2 separate regions of the Mus musculus genome follow, and region 2 is linked to region 1. A link is a contact called in public promoter capture Hi-C data. All regions are on one chromosome and are shown on one strand. Each heading gives the region's core, a stretch centred on a gene start, on an enhancer-like site or on the middle of the called end of the contact. The rest is flanking DNA. Distances are from core to core; before and after follow the strand shown.

Region 1 (6,090 bases), core at 2,508-5,007:
AAAAATGAAACCAACAAATCAACAAACCAAAAAATTTATTCACAGAAGGAAGAGAAAAATCAATGCACTTATGAGTCAGTTATAGATAATCAAAAACAAAGGCTAAGAAACACATTAGATAAATAGCTATAGTCATAAGTGAAAGCATCAAGAATAAAGACCAGAAATGTCAGCGCTCAAAATGATATGTCCAATCAAGCGATGAGGCAATGTGGGGACATATTCAGACATATTCACGGATTAGAGATGTCAAGCTCTGGAAATGAAGAATGGAAGATGATGTAGAGTCAGGAGGAAGAGAGATGGCCAGTGTAGTTATGGAATGGTTGAACTGATGAGCTGATGAGATCTCCAAGTAAAGCACTAGAGAAAAAATGTCCTTAGCTAAGAGGAGAATTAAGCTAAAGAGAGCTATGATAGAGATTCACCATCTATCTCTGTGACTGCACAGCATGTTAAGAGTCAAAAGAGGGAAGAAAACAGGGGCGGATGCTGGGAGCCTCGACAGCTGAAACGGGTGATTCCTAAACATAGAAACAGAATAACTCAGAGACTGGTGCTAATAAAAAAATAACAGAAAGAACAAGAAAATACATAATTTCAAGGACTGTGAGGAGCCTTAGTTATAGGGGTTGACTTTCCTGGGTAGAGTGAAGGAAATCTACTACATCCCCTTGTGATGATGTGAACTTACAAAGGACAGGTAACAAGCCCTTTCAATGGACAACATGTTGTTACTGTATCATTAAAGAAGATATGGTAAATGCCACTTTAAATGGAGGATATGAGTGACTCTGGTTAATATTAATGCTTTATCTTTGGGCAAGTTTATTGTCAACAATTCAGTGTCATATCAGATCATCAAAGTACTGGAAAAGTCTCTCTCTCTCTCTCTCCCTCTCCCTCTCCCTCTCCCTCTCCCTCTCCCTATCTATCTATCTATCTATCTATCTATCTATCTATCTATCTATCTATCTAACCATGCTCAGGAGTAGCACCACACACAATGGTCAGGACTCTCCTACATGTATCACAACATAAGAAAATGCACCACTGCCTGGAGTCTCCCGGCCCAGATAGGTTAGTGGTGAGGTCACAGAGTAGGACTCTGGTGATGGCTTTAAAGTCTGAGGGTCTCAGGGCTCCTGGCTGAACCTGGGTACTGATGGTAACCAACCAGGTGCTGATGGCACCTACTATCCACCTCTGCTGACAGCAGCAGGCAATTTAACTATGTCTTACCCTCCATAACTGTACACTCCCTGTCCAAGGGGTTTGCAAGACCCAGTTAAGAGTCCTATCTGTGTCCACTTACCTTCTTCAAAGTCCCTGTTCCAAGGCGCCAATTTAGAATGTCAGGAGCCTTCATGCCCAGAGAGGGTAGTGGTGGGGTCACAGACTAGGATTCTCGTGATGGCTTTAAAGTCTGAGGGTTTCTAGCTCTCTATTTGTATTAAATGCTGATAACTTCTAAAAAGTCCTAGAAACTTTCTTGAGCTTTCTGAGGGTAAAACACTACAGGTTCAGGTTAACACCTGTAGCATAATGGGAGGATTAAGCAATACAGCCTTTGTTCTATGTCAGCAGGAACTGCTGGGCTCTAACTTTCAGCCTGCTAGTTGAAAGAAAAAGGGACATATAGAGAAGTTATTATAGCATTTATTACTAAGTTCTAAAATGTTTCCCATGAATGCTATCTAAGGGGAAAAGTGGAAAGATCCTAAGTGGGGAAAGAGAAAAAGATTCTCCTCTTTCTTCTTTGTCTTCAGTACTTATTTTGTTTTTTGTTTGTTTGTTTTTTCGAGACAGGGTTTCTCTGTATAGTCCTGGCTGTCCTGGAACTCACTTTGTAGACTAGGCTGGCCTCAAACTCAGAAATCCACCTGTCTCTGACTCCCAAATGCTGGGTTTAAAGGCGTGAGCCACCACTGCCCGGCATCTTCAGTACTTATATAGCTTTCGGAATACATGATCACATGTTGCAAAGTTCATCACAAGTTCACACATAAAAAATCAAATCACAAATTGAATTAGAAGTTTACAACAGATAATGTTTACATGCATATCCATTAGGAGTGATTATCTGGCTAAACACCCATCACCTGTCTCAGATTCACAAGTTCATTGAAGGTTTAAAACCATAACTAAGTTATTAGTGAAGTTTTGTATAGATAAACCCAGTTGATATTTTATCTTCTGACTTGCACCTATAATAAATTGTTAGTTACCTTTTTATAACCTTTGGTTAATTGTTTTACAACCTCTTGGAATGTACTCTGAGTAGGAGAAAATCTGGTTATCATCTAAGAGTAATTAAGTGGTGACACTTGGGAGACTGGCAGAGTTCTCATTGCACCTGTGACTATCAGAAAAGGACCTAATAGCAGTTCCATTATAAAAGAGCTTAATAATCACAGATATAATTTTAGGAATTCTTATAGGATCATTATTAAGACTTAAGTCATTTATTTTTCTACGTAGCATCACTATAAGCTAGTACATCTTAGTGAATCTGCAGAGATCTGCTCCAAAGGGCTGTGCTATTACTTACTGATTATTATGTATGTTTAATAATAACAGGAAAACATATTAATAGCAGGACTCTTTCCTAAAATGAGTCCCTTACAGCCTTGCTTAATAAGGGCTCACCTGTTGCAGATTATATAATAATCTGAAGCAGGCCATTTCAGGATGATCACCTGCTAGTATTTAGCTTGTCTCATTATGGCTTCTGACATCTCTTCCCTTTGAAATATAAATGAAGCGTATATATTTCCCTTAGAGCAGTCCTGATAGAAGACCCTAAGTGCTTGAAGATGGCTGGAAGAAGAAACAGAAGGAAAATAACTAATCCTATAATAATTCCCAAATTTAAAAGAGAATTCCATAAAGAAAAAAGTTTAATTTGTGTGTGTGTGTGTGTGCTTAAGAGAACTATAAAGCAAAATTGGACATCCAAATGTCAATGGTTCTTAAGGGCTAATCTTTGTAATTTTCTGGTCTTGTACGACTTTAACAAAAATCACTGTTTCTGCTTTTGTAAACAAAAGCTTGCTTTGTAGGAGTAACAAATGCTCATAACCTCTAAACTCCCTATTTGTATCTGTTTATTTATCTATTTATTTATATATTTTGGTTTTTCAAGACAGGGTTTCTCTGTATAGCCCTGGCTGTCCTGGAACTCACTCTGTAGACCAGGCTGGCTTCGAACTCAGAAATATGACTGCCTCTGCCTCCCAAGTGTGCCACCACTGCCTGGCTTCTATTTGTATTTTTAACATAATGGATTAGAGCAGTTTTTAAAAATCCTTTCTCAAAATTATATATATATATATATATATAATAAATATATACACACACACACACACACACATACATACATCACGATTGGAGGGCAAGGGTGCAGAAACCAGATTCAGACAAGTAATCTCACAGTGAGCAACACAAAGTCCTGAGAAGGTCTTGAGATGCCTGTCAACCCTTAGGGTGTCAGACTTATCCATGGCGTCGCCTTTTCTGTTAGAGCTGGTGGAGATGGCTATCACAGGTTCAGAGAGGCACTGAGAACCTTCTCCGGCAGCGGCAGCGGCAGCGGGTAGCATCCCGGCTCGGCTCAGGGAGCACCACTCAGAGCTTACAGGGCATCCCGCCTCTTACATCTTTCACCTATGTGCTGCCTTCTCTGAATCTGATTGGCTGGAGAGGCTACTGCTGTCTCCCGCTGAGTTTAAACCTGACTCCTAGGCTTCGGGAATTGTCGAGGTCCTCAGGCAAGTGTGGGCACCCACAGCTGAAGGGGTCGCCAGGCTGCGGGGATAGCGAGGCCTGCGGAGCCCGAACCCTTCTCAGCAGCTACTCCTGGCACCTCCTGCAGCGGCTTGGAGGGCCCGGACGCTGAGGCCGGACGCGGTGCTGGCTTTGGATCAGGGCGCTAACCTCTGTTCTGCCTTTGAGCTCCTAGCTGGGCAGACGGTCACAGTAGCTTTCAGGTCAGTATTGGGAGGGAAAGGGATCTAGGTCCCCGTGACCAGGTCTGAAAAGGCTGCTTGCGTGTAGATACGGATGCTATCTCCAGGCAGGGCCTCTGCCTAGCTTGTTTAGAACAGAACTAAAAGCTTGGCTCAGATCTGGGTATTGGGAGCTGACACTTAAGGAATAGAGAGGCGCTATAAGCTAGGGGATGGCATGGCGGGGGGGGGGGGGGGGTCCACGGGAGGGAGGAAAGGAGAGTTGTTCCATCAGGGTCTGTTTATTTCCCCGCCCTGGGAAGTGGGGTCAGAGGATAAGAAGAGGTCACAGCAGAAGATCTGCCACACAGCTGTGGATGAGTCTGGGGCATTTGAAGTAGGGAAATTTGAAGATCTGCAGTTAGCCTCCTTGCTTCTCTGCTCAGATTGCGAGGTGAAAACCAGCATTTAGCCTACCTACTTCCCTGCAGTTTTACGTTTTCCTTTGGGCAAAACTTCAGAAAAATTGAACTTTAATGTTGAAATGTTGGGAGGAAACTTCCTCCCTGTTGCAGAAATTCATCCCCCAAGCCATCTTCTGTCAATTGCTTGACACCTTTCTTTCCACATCTGCTTAATGCTTTCAAACATGACCATTTTAACATGGGGCAGATTGTTTTCTACTGAAAAGTCCTTTCATGTCTTCACATTTATTTACTTAATTTTACCTGTAATTCATTTTTTACACTCCATATTCTATTCCCCGCCCCTCCCCACCCTTCAACTGCTCCACATTCCACACCTCCTCCACACCCCACCCCACCCCATCTCCACGTGGATACCCCCACCCCAGCTGACCTCTAAACTCCCTGGGGCCTCCAGCCTCTTGAGGGTTAGGTGCATCATCTCTGAATGAACACAGACCTGGAAGTCCTCTACTGTATGTGTGTTGGGGGTCTCATATCAGCTGGTGTATGCTGCCTGGTTGGTGGTCCAGTGTTTGAGAGATCTCCAGGGTCCAGATTAATTGAGACTGCTGGTCCTCCTACAGGATCATCCTTCTCCTCAGCTTCTCCCAGCCTTTCCCTAATCAAACAACAGGGGGCAGCTGCTTCTGTCCATTGGTTGGGTGCAAATATCTGCTTCTGATTCTTTCAACTGCTTGGATCTTTCAGGGTGCAGTCATGATAGGTCCCTTTTTGTGAGCGATCCATAGCCTCAGTAATAGTGTCAGGTCTTGGGACCTCCCCTTGAGCTGGATCCCACTTTGGGCCTGTTGCTGGACCTTCTTTTCTGTAGGCTCCTCTCCATTTCCATCCCTGCAATTCTTTCAGACAGATACAATTATGGGTCAGAGGTATGGCTATGGGATAACAACCCCATCCCTCACTTCCTGCTGGAGGTGGACTCTATAAATTCCCTCTCCCTACTGTCAGGCATTTCATCAAAGGTCCATCCCTGTGAGTCCTGGTAGTTTCTCACCTCCCATCTGGTGCATTCCAGTCCCCCAACCTCCTATTTCCTGAGGTTGCTTGTTTCCATTCTTTCTGCTGGCCCTCAGGGCTTCAGTCCTCTTCCCTCACCCAATACCAGATCAGGTTCCCCTCTCCCCCTCCCTACTCCCCCCCCCACACACTTTCCCTCCCAAGTCCTCCCTTCCCTCCCCACTTATGATTGCTTTCTTCTCTCTCCCACGTGGGACTGAGGCACCCTCACTTGGGCACTTCAGCTTGTTGAGCCTTTTGAATTCTGTGGACTATACCTTGTGTATTCTGTATTTTCTTTTTTCTTTTCTTTTCTTTTCTTTTCTTTTTTTTTCTCTTTCTTTTCTTTCTTTCTTTCTTTCTTTCTTTCTTTCTTTCTTTCTTTCTTTTTCTAATATCCACTTATTAGTGAGTACATACCATGCATGCCCTTTTGGATGCATGTCTGAGTCACCTCACTCAGGATATTTTCTAGTTCCATCCATTTGCCTGCAAAAGTCTGGATAGCCTCCTTAATAGCTGAGTAGTATTCCATTGCGTAATTGAACCACATTTTCTGTATCCATTCTTTTGTCTTGGGACATCTATGTTGTTTCCAGCTTGTGGCTATCACAAGTAAGGCTGCTATGAACATAGTGTAACTTGTGCCCCTGTGGGAT
Region 2 (6,090 bases), core at 1,176-3,675, 1.0 Mb before region 1:
ATCAATTCATCAATCAACTTTTCTATCTTCTTACAAGTCTCCCCCCACCCCACACCTAGGACCTCATGTGTGTTACACAACTGCTCTAACACTGAACTACATCCCCAGAACCTCAAATCATTCCTTCACTTCCTCTATTTTGGTCTGTAACTCCCTAAGGCCAAGGGTGACCTTGAATTTAAGATTCCCTCCCCTTACTTCCTCAGTGCTGGGACCACAGGTGTGTGCTACCATGCCTGGTTTATGTGGTGCTAAAGACTGAGCTCAGGGTTGTGTGGATGCTAAACGAGCAAGAACTCTACCACGTTCGCCCAACCCATTGCCATGACTTATGATCGAGTGAGTTACTACCAAAGAACTCAGCTATTGTTTTGACCTCAATACTGTCTCTTCATTTTCTTCCCCCAGTAACTGCTTCCTTTGGGGACTTGATGTCTATGCTGTATTAAGCCTTACTGGGACCCAGGTATAGTGGCATGTGCTGTTTATAATCCCAGCATGTAGGAGGCTTCAGGAGGAGGATTACTGTAAGCCAGGGGCTAGCCTGAGTTACCTAGTATGAGCCTGTAAAAAAAAAAACAAAAAAACAAAAAACAAAAATCCATGTGGGAATATCTTTAAATATTTCCCCTCTCCCTCTCTTGGTCTGATGGTAGTCATACAACAAAAGGCCGTTTGTAGACGACAGATCTCAGGTAAGGAAACAGCAGCATATTCAAGTTGGGGTACATTCTGTGAAGGTGTGTCTCTGTGTTTCCAATTGCTAATTCTGGACCAGCAGAGAGCTAAATGCTGGCAGAATCCTGGTCTTGCCATTTCTACAGCCCATTACTGGGTTTCTATTTTGTAAATATTCATTCTCCCCATCTGATCTAGAATCGTATCTGATTGGCTGTAATAAGGAGAGGAGAGACAAGAGCTAGGCAGGAAGTGGAGGGTGGCTTTTCCAGGAGAGAAAGGGATTCTGGGAGAAGAAATCAGAGGTGAGGGATTCAGCCAGCAGACAAGGGGGTAAACAGGACCAGAGCTGAGCAGAGAGGTAGAGGTGGCCATATGGCATGACATAGTGCCAGGATTAGTCTGGTTAGGGCAGCTACAAGACTGCCCTCCATGAGAGGCCTAAGTATTAAGTTTCCAAGTAGTAGTTGCTTTCCCATTTTCTCAGTTGAAAAATAACTAGATTAGTCCTGCTGTTAGAAACATATTTCATCAAGAAAATGTAACTAGCTACATCATCCTAGCATTAAAATGGGTTGAGTCAGGGAAGATAGGCAAATCTGAGGCCAGGTTAGGCTATATAATGAGTACCAGGCCAGCTAGGGCTACATAGCAAGTCTTAAATAAACAAATAAATAAATAAATGACTGCAGGACCCAAACACACAAGAATCTAAGCCCTTACAGTTCTGGAACCTTGCTATTATTAATTATTATTATTATTATCATTATTATTATTATTATTTTGATGTACTTTTATACTAAGACCATGATAATGTTTTTATTAGTTATTAGCTCAGGTCACTGTGCTAAGATAATGTCAGCCTTGCATTTCTCAAGGGCAGGAATTGTATTATGCCACTGGACAAAACAGTTTGTTCTGGAAACAAACGCATGTTTCCTCCCAAAGTGTTTCCCCCGCCCCACACCCAATTTCAAATAAATCAGTGTCTTAATGAGCTTGCAAACTCAAGATTTTTGCAACTGTATTATTCTATAATGGCTACATCATGAACTGGGCAACCGAATACTTTTTTTTTTTAAAGCAACCAAGCACTGTTCCTATCATGCCTACATTCAAAACAGCACATGATAACTGTTATGCGCCAATCTGCGTTTCCGGGAGATGAGAGCTACAAGTCCGCCCGAGGGATGCTGGAGGTTAGAGTCACTCCAAGTTCCGGGTGCTCTCCGACCAACGCAGGAGGGCCCACAGAAGCCGGGTCACCCGGGCTTGCAAGCCCGCCTGTCAGTCTCTCCCAGGAAGGACAGATCAAGCCAGCTCGCATCACGTGAAGCTCCCATTTCCGGAACCAAAGACGCGCACTGCACGTGAGCCGCCGAGTGAAGGGTCCCGCACGCCCACCCTGCCGTGTCCCTCCGATCGTTCAGGAAGACGTTCCCGGGGTCCGCGGTCCCCGCCCGTCGCGTCACCCCGCACCCTGCGTCCCCGATGGTCGAGCCGCTGCGGCTCTGGTTAGCTCCTAGCCCGCAGTCTCCGCCCCCTGAGCCCAGCACAGGAAGCCGAATGGCGGGGACAGGGCTCGGCGCCTCACTCACGTCCTCCAGCCGGCCGGCCGCCGCCATGACCCGCCGTCGCGGGCCGATGCCCCGCCAGCCTGACCTCTCCACCAGCGCCCGGGCGCCGACGGCCCGGGACAGTCGCACCTACTAGGACCTGCGCGCCCCGCCTCGGACACACCCACTCTGCGCTCGCCCCGCCCCGGCCGCCGAAGGCCACGCCCCTCCACCTAGATCAGCCGATCAGCAGCCAGGGGCGTGGCCCCCCCTGCAGACTCCAGCTTTGAGCTGCAGTGTAGCCCAGGCGGTTGTTTTGGGGTTTCCCCTAAACTGTTGCTTCATCCATTTATCAGAGATTTGGAAATTAAAGGATGAATTTCTCGAGCAACCATTTAAACCAAGTAAACTACTTCTCTTTAGAATATTAACTTATTTCTGTTGGCGCAATTTTTGTTTGCAACAATATAGATAGCTCTGTTTGGAAAAAGACGCAGTAAAAATCGCAATTCCACCTGTAGAGGGACTTAATTAGAATAGATTCCAATTTCTATAACACGATTTACAGATGTCTCCACAGGAAATTTCTGTAGTTTTTTTTTTTTTTTAAGGTATTCTGTTTCTGTTTTCCCCTTCCCCATCTCTTCTTTTTCTGTCCTTTGATTATTTTTGGTTTCAGTTTTGTTTTTATGAGACAGGGTTTCTCTACATAGCGCTACGTGTTCCGGAACTCACTATGTAGACCAGACTGAACCCTCGGAGATTCGCCTGTCTTTGTTGCCTAGTGGAATGCTCGGATGAGCCGCCACACTTGACCCAAGATTAAGTCAGTTCTTCCACTATGTGAATCCTGGACTTGACAGCAAAAGCCATTCATTGCCCAGTCCTCATTTTTGTAAAAATTAAAACAAAGTCTCAAGTAGCTCACACTGACCTAGAAATTGATGTGCACTGAAACGGGCCTTCAGTTCCTGATCCACTTGCCTTCACACAGTGAAATCTGGCATCGCTAGTGTGCATCATCGCAACGGATGAGTTGTTTTGTTTTATATACAAAGTATTTTTAAAATGCTTTTATTTTATGCATTTCAGTGTTTTATTTGCATGTGTGGCTATGCACTGTGTGTGTGCCTATTGCCCAGGGAGGCCAGATGAGACACTGGAGTTAGACAGTGGTTCTGGGAATCAAACCCAGGTTTTTTTTGGAAGAGTGGTTAGTGCATTTAAGCACTGAGCCATCTCTGCAGGCCAAGTTTTAAACACACACACACACACACACACACACACACACACACACACACAGAATCCAACTGGGGAAGTGGGTGTGGTGGCACACACCTGTAGTCCCAGGTCTTAGAGGAGACAAGAGAATCGTGATATCAAAGCCAGGCTTTGCTTTATAGTGCGTTAGAGGCAAGCCTGGGTTACACGAGATATCTCATGAAGAATGAAGAGAGATTTGAGGAAGAGTCCTCAAGGTCTGTGGTTGAAGAGGAATTGGAAGGCAAAGATGTCATCAACGCCGAGCAGACTGGGCCCCAAGGACAGTGACTAGACTTGTCCATTGGAAAGAATGCCTGTCCTCGTGTCCTGGAACAGCTAGCTGAATCATGTTGGCTCCTTCCTCTCTACAACCAGCTTCTCCACAGACCCTGGGAAGGAACAGCCCTGAAATCCTCAAAGGACATTTCCTTATGTACTGCACACTTTTAACTGGCCTTTACTCTTTTAAATGAGCATTTACTGGCGTCTGTTAATTATATGTAATAACAGGTTTCATTATGGCATTCTCATACGTGTGTGTATAAGGTATTTTAGTTATATACAGCGCCCGTTGCCTTCTCTTGCCCCCTCCCACTCATTCCCTTTCTTTTCCCAGCTAGTCCCCTTTCTGATTGCAAGGCAGCAATGTGAAATGTGTGTGTGCATGCTTGAGCATGTGCCTGTTTGTGTGTGATGTAATGAGTGTAAGATTACATACTTACAGGATCATGTGTCACTTAACAATCCCTCCCTCTCTCTCACTCTCCTCTCCCTCTCCCCCCTCCCCCTCTTTCCCTCTCCCTCTCCCTCCCTCTCCCCCTCCCCTCTTTCCCTCTCCCTCTCCCTCTACCCCTCCCCCTCCCCCTCCCCCCTCTCCCTCCTTGATTAATTCTTTATTAAGAATATAGAAAGTCAGGCCATTGAGTGGCTTAGCAGGTAAAGGTGCTTACTCTGAAAGCCTGACCTGATGACTTTCGTTCAATCCCCTAAACCCATGAAAAGTAGCAGGAAAGTGTTAGAGAGATGACTCCGCAGTTAAGAACACTGGCTGAGTTCAATTCCTATCGACCACAAGGTGTCTCAAAACCATCTATAATGGGATCTGATGCCCTCTTCTGGAGTGTCTGAAGACAGCAACAGTCTACTCACATGCATAAAATAAATAAGTAAATCTTTTTTTTTTTTTAAGTAGCAGGAAAGAACCAACTCCACAGTGTTTTCCCCGACCTCCATTTATTACACCACACCACGGATACCCCACCCCACAGAGGAATAATAAACAAAACAAAAAATCTAAACATACTTTAAAAATAAGTAAAGTTGGATTCAGATCTAGTTTAGCTGTGTTGGACTTTTTTTTTTTCTTTTGTGTTTTGAGGCAGAGTCTTATGTAGCCTAGGCTGGCCTCCAATTCCTTCTGTGGCTACAGATGACCTTGAACTTGTGATCCTGTCCTGCATGACAGGTAAGAAACACAGGATGCTGAAGAATGGGTTAGCAAGCAGCCAGAGAAGTAAAATGAGAGCCGTGGTAAGGAACAGAACAAACAGGGCCTGTGTGTGCAGGTCGCTGAGAGGACGTGAAATAGGCCAGGAAGGCTGAGGACATCAGATTGGCAACCACCCTCTGATTGTCTGTGTATTTCCTGTCTGTCCTTCTGTCCGTCCTTCCTTCCTTCTTGCCACCTTTCCCTTTCCCTGTCTTGTCATCTCTTCTTAGGTTTTTCTTCTTTTTCAGCACAGACTGGCACGGAGCTCCGGCTGGCCTTGAACTTGTTGTGTAGTTGACAGGATGACCTTGAATTCCTGATATTTTTTGTTTCTGTTGCCCAAACACTGGGATTACAGCTCATCACATAATTCACTCTTACTTATATTCACTATTGTTACTGTGTGTGTGCACACTCACAGGCATGTGAATGTGTGCCTGTGTGCATGCTACACCGTGCATGGAGGGCACGGCTATTCCTCTTCTCCCACCGTGGGTTCCAGGGTTCAGACTCAGGTCATCAGCTGGCATGGCTCGAGCTTTGACTGGCTTGGCTATTGTGCCAGCCATGTCTTACAGTTTTAAGAACACCTTTTATTCTGAGCACATTTTCCTGTCTGTCTGCAGTCCATCCAAGGCTAACCAGTGCTGAGCAGAGAGCCTTAGAATAACCAAGCTCAACTTAAATTCGACTTCCAGCACTTTCCTTGTCTGTAAAGTGGACAGACGGACATTTATAAAGGCAGAGTAAGTGGTAGAAGCTTGCCTCACGAGCTGGAGGAAGAGTAGCTTCAATCTCCAACACTGAAAAAGAAATATCTTCCTTTGCATGAGACTGCTATGTTTGAGGACCTCATGAAATTCTGGCTTCCTTCCTGTCCCGTCCCCTCCCCTCCCCATCTCTCCACTGCTCTATATTATAAATTGCTGGGGTGGAGGGGCCAGGTGCACACAGTGCTCTTTGTGGGCCTCCAGCACTGCACTAAGTGCAATTAAGTATCTAATAAATGCCTTTTGATTAATTTCAGCATCATCCTAAGCAAGTGAAAATCACTCTGCCCAATCTCCCTGATTAGATGTTTCCCCTGGAAGAAGTTCAGATGGC

Evidence for each region. Promoter capture Hi-C pulls out the DNA fragments that hold promoters and counts their contacts.
Region 2: a contact with region 1 is called in a promoter capture Hi-C map of embryonic stem cells, with 3 times the contacts expected there. The contact joins the promoter of Tmem192 here to the promoter of Sgo2b in region 1. A contact is called at or near these places in 1 of 39 promoter capture datasets (embryonic stem cells) and 1 of 115 datasets of contacts at active chromatin or transcription factors (embryonic stem cells).

The regions. Positions count from the first base shown.
Region 1 is chr8:63,949,837-63,955,926 of GRCm38.p6, reverse strand. It overlaps Sgo2b (shugoshin 2B), which reads left to right and starts at 3,757. Exons shown (of 8, transcript NM_001195687.1): 1 at 3,757-3,989.
Region 2 is chr8:64,943,520-64,949,609 of GRCm38.p6, reverse strand. It overlaps Tmem192 (transmembrane protein 192), which reads right to left and starts at 2,425. Exons shown (of 6, transcript NM_028427.3): 1 at 2,277-2,425. The coding sequence starts at 2,303. Gm32507 (a long non-coding RNA gene) reads right to left here. Exons shown (of 4, transcript XR_379050.2): 4 at 4,875-5,789.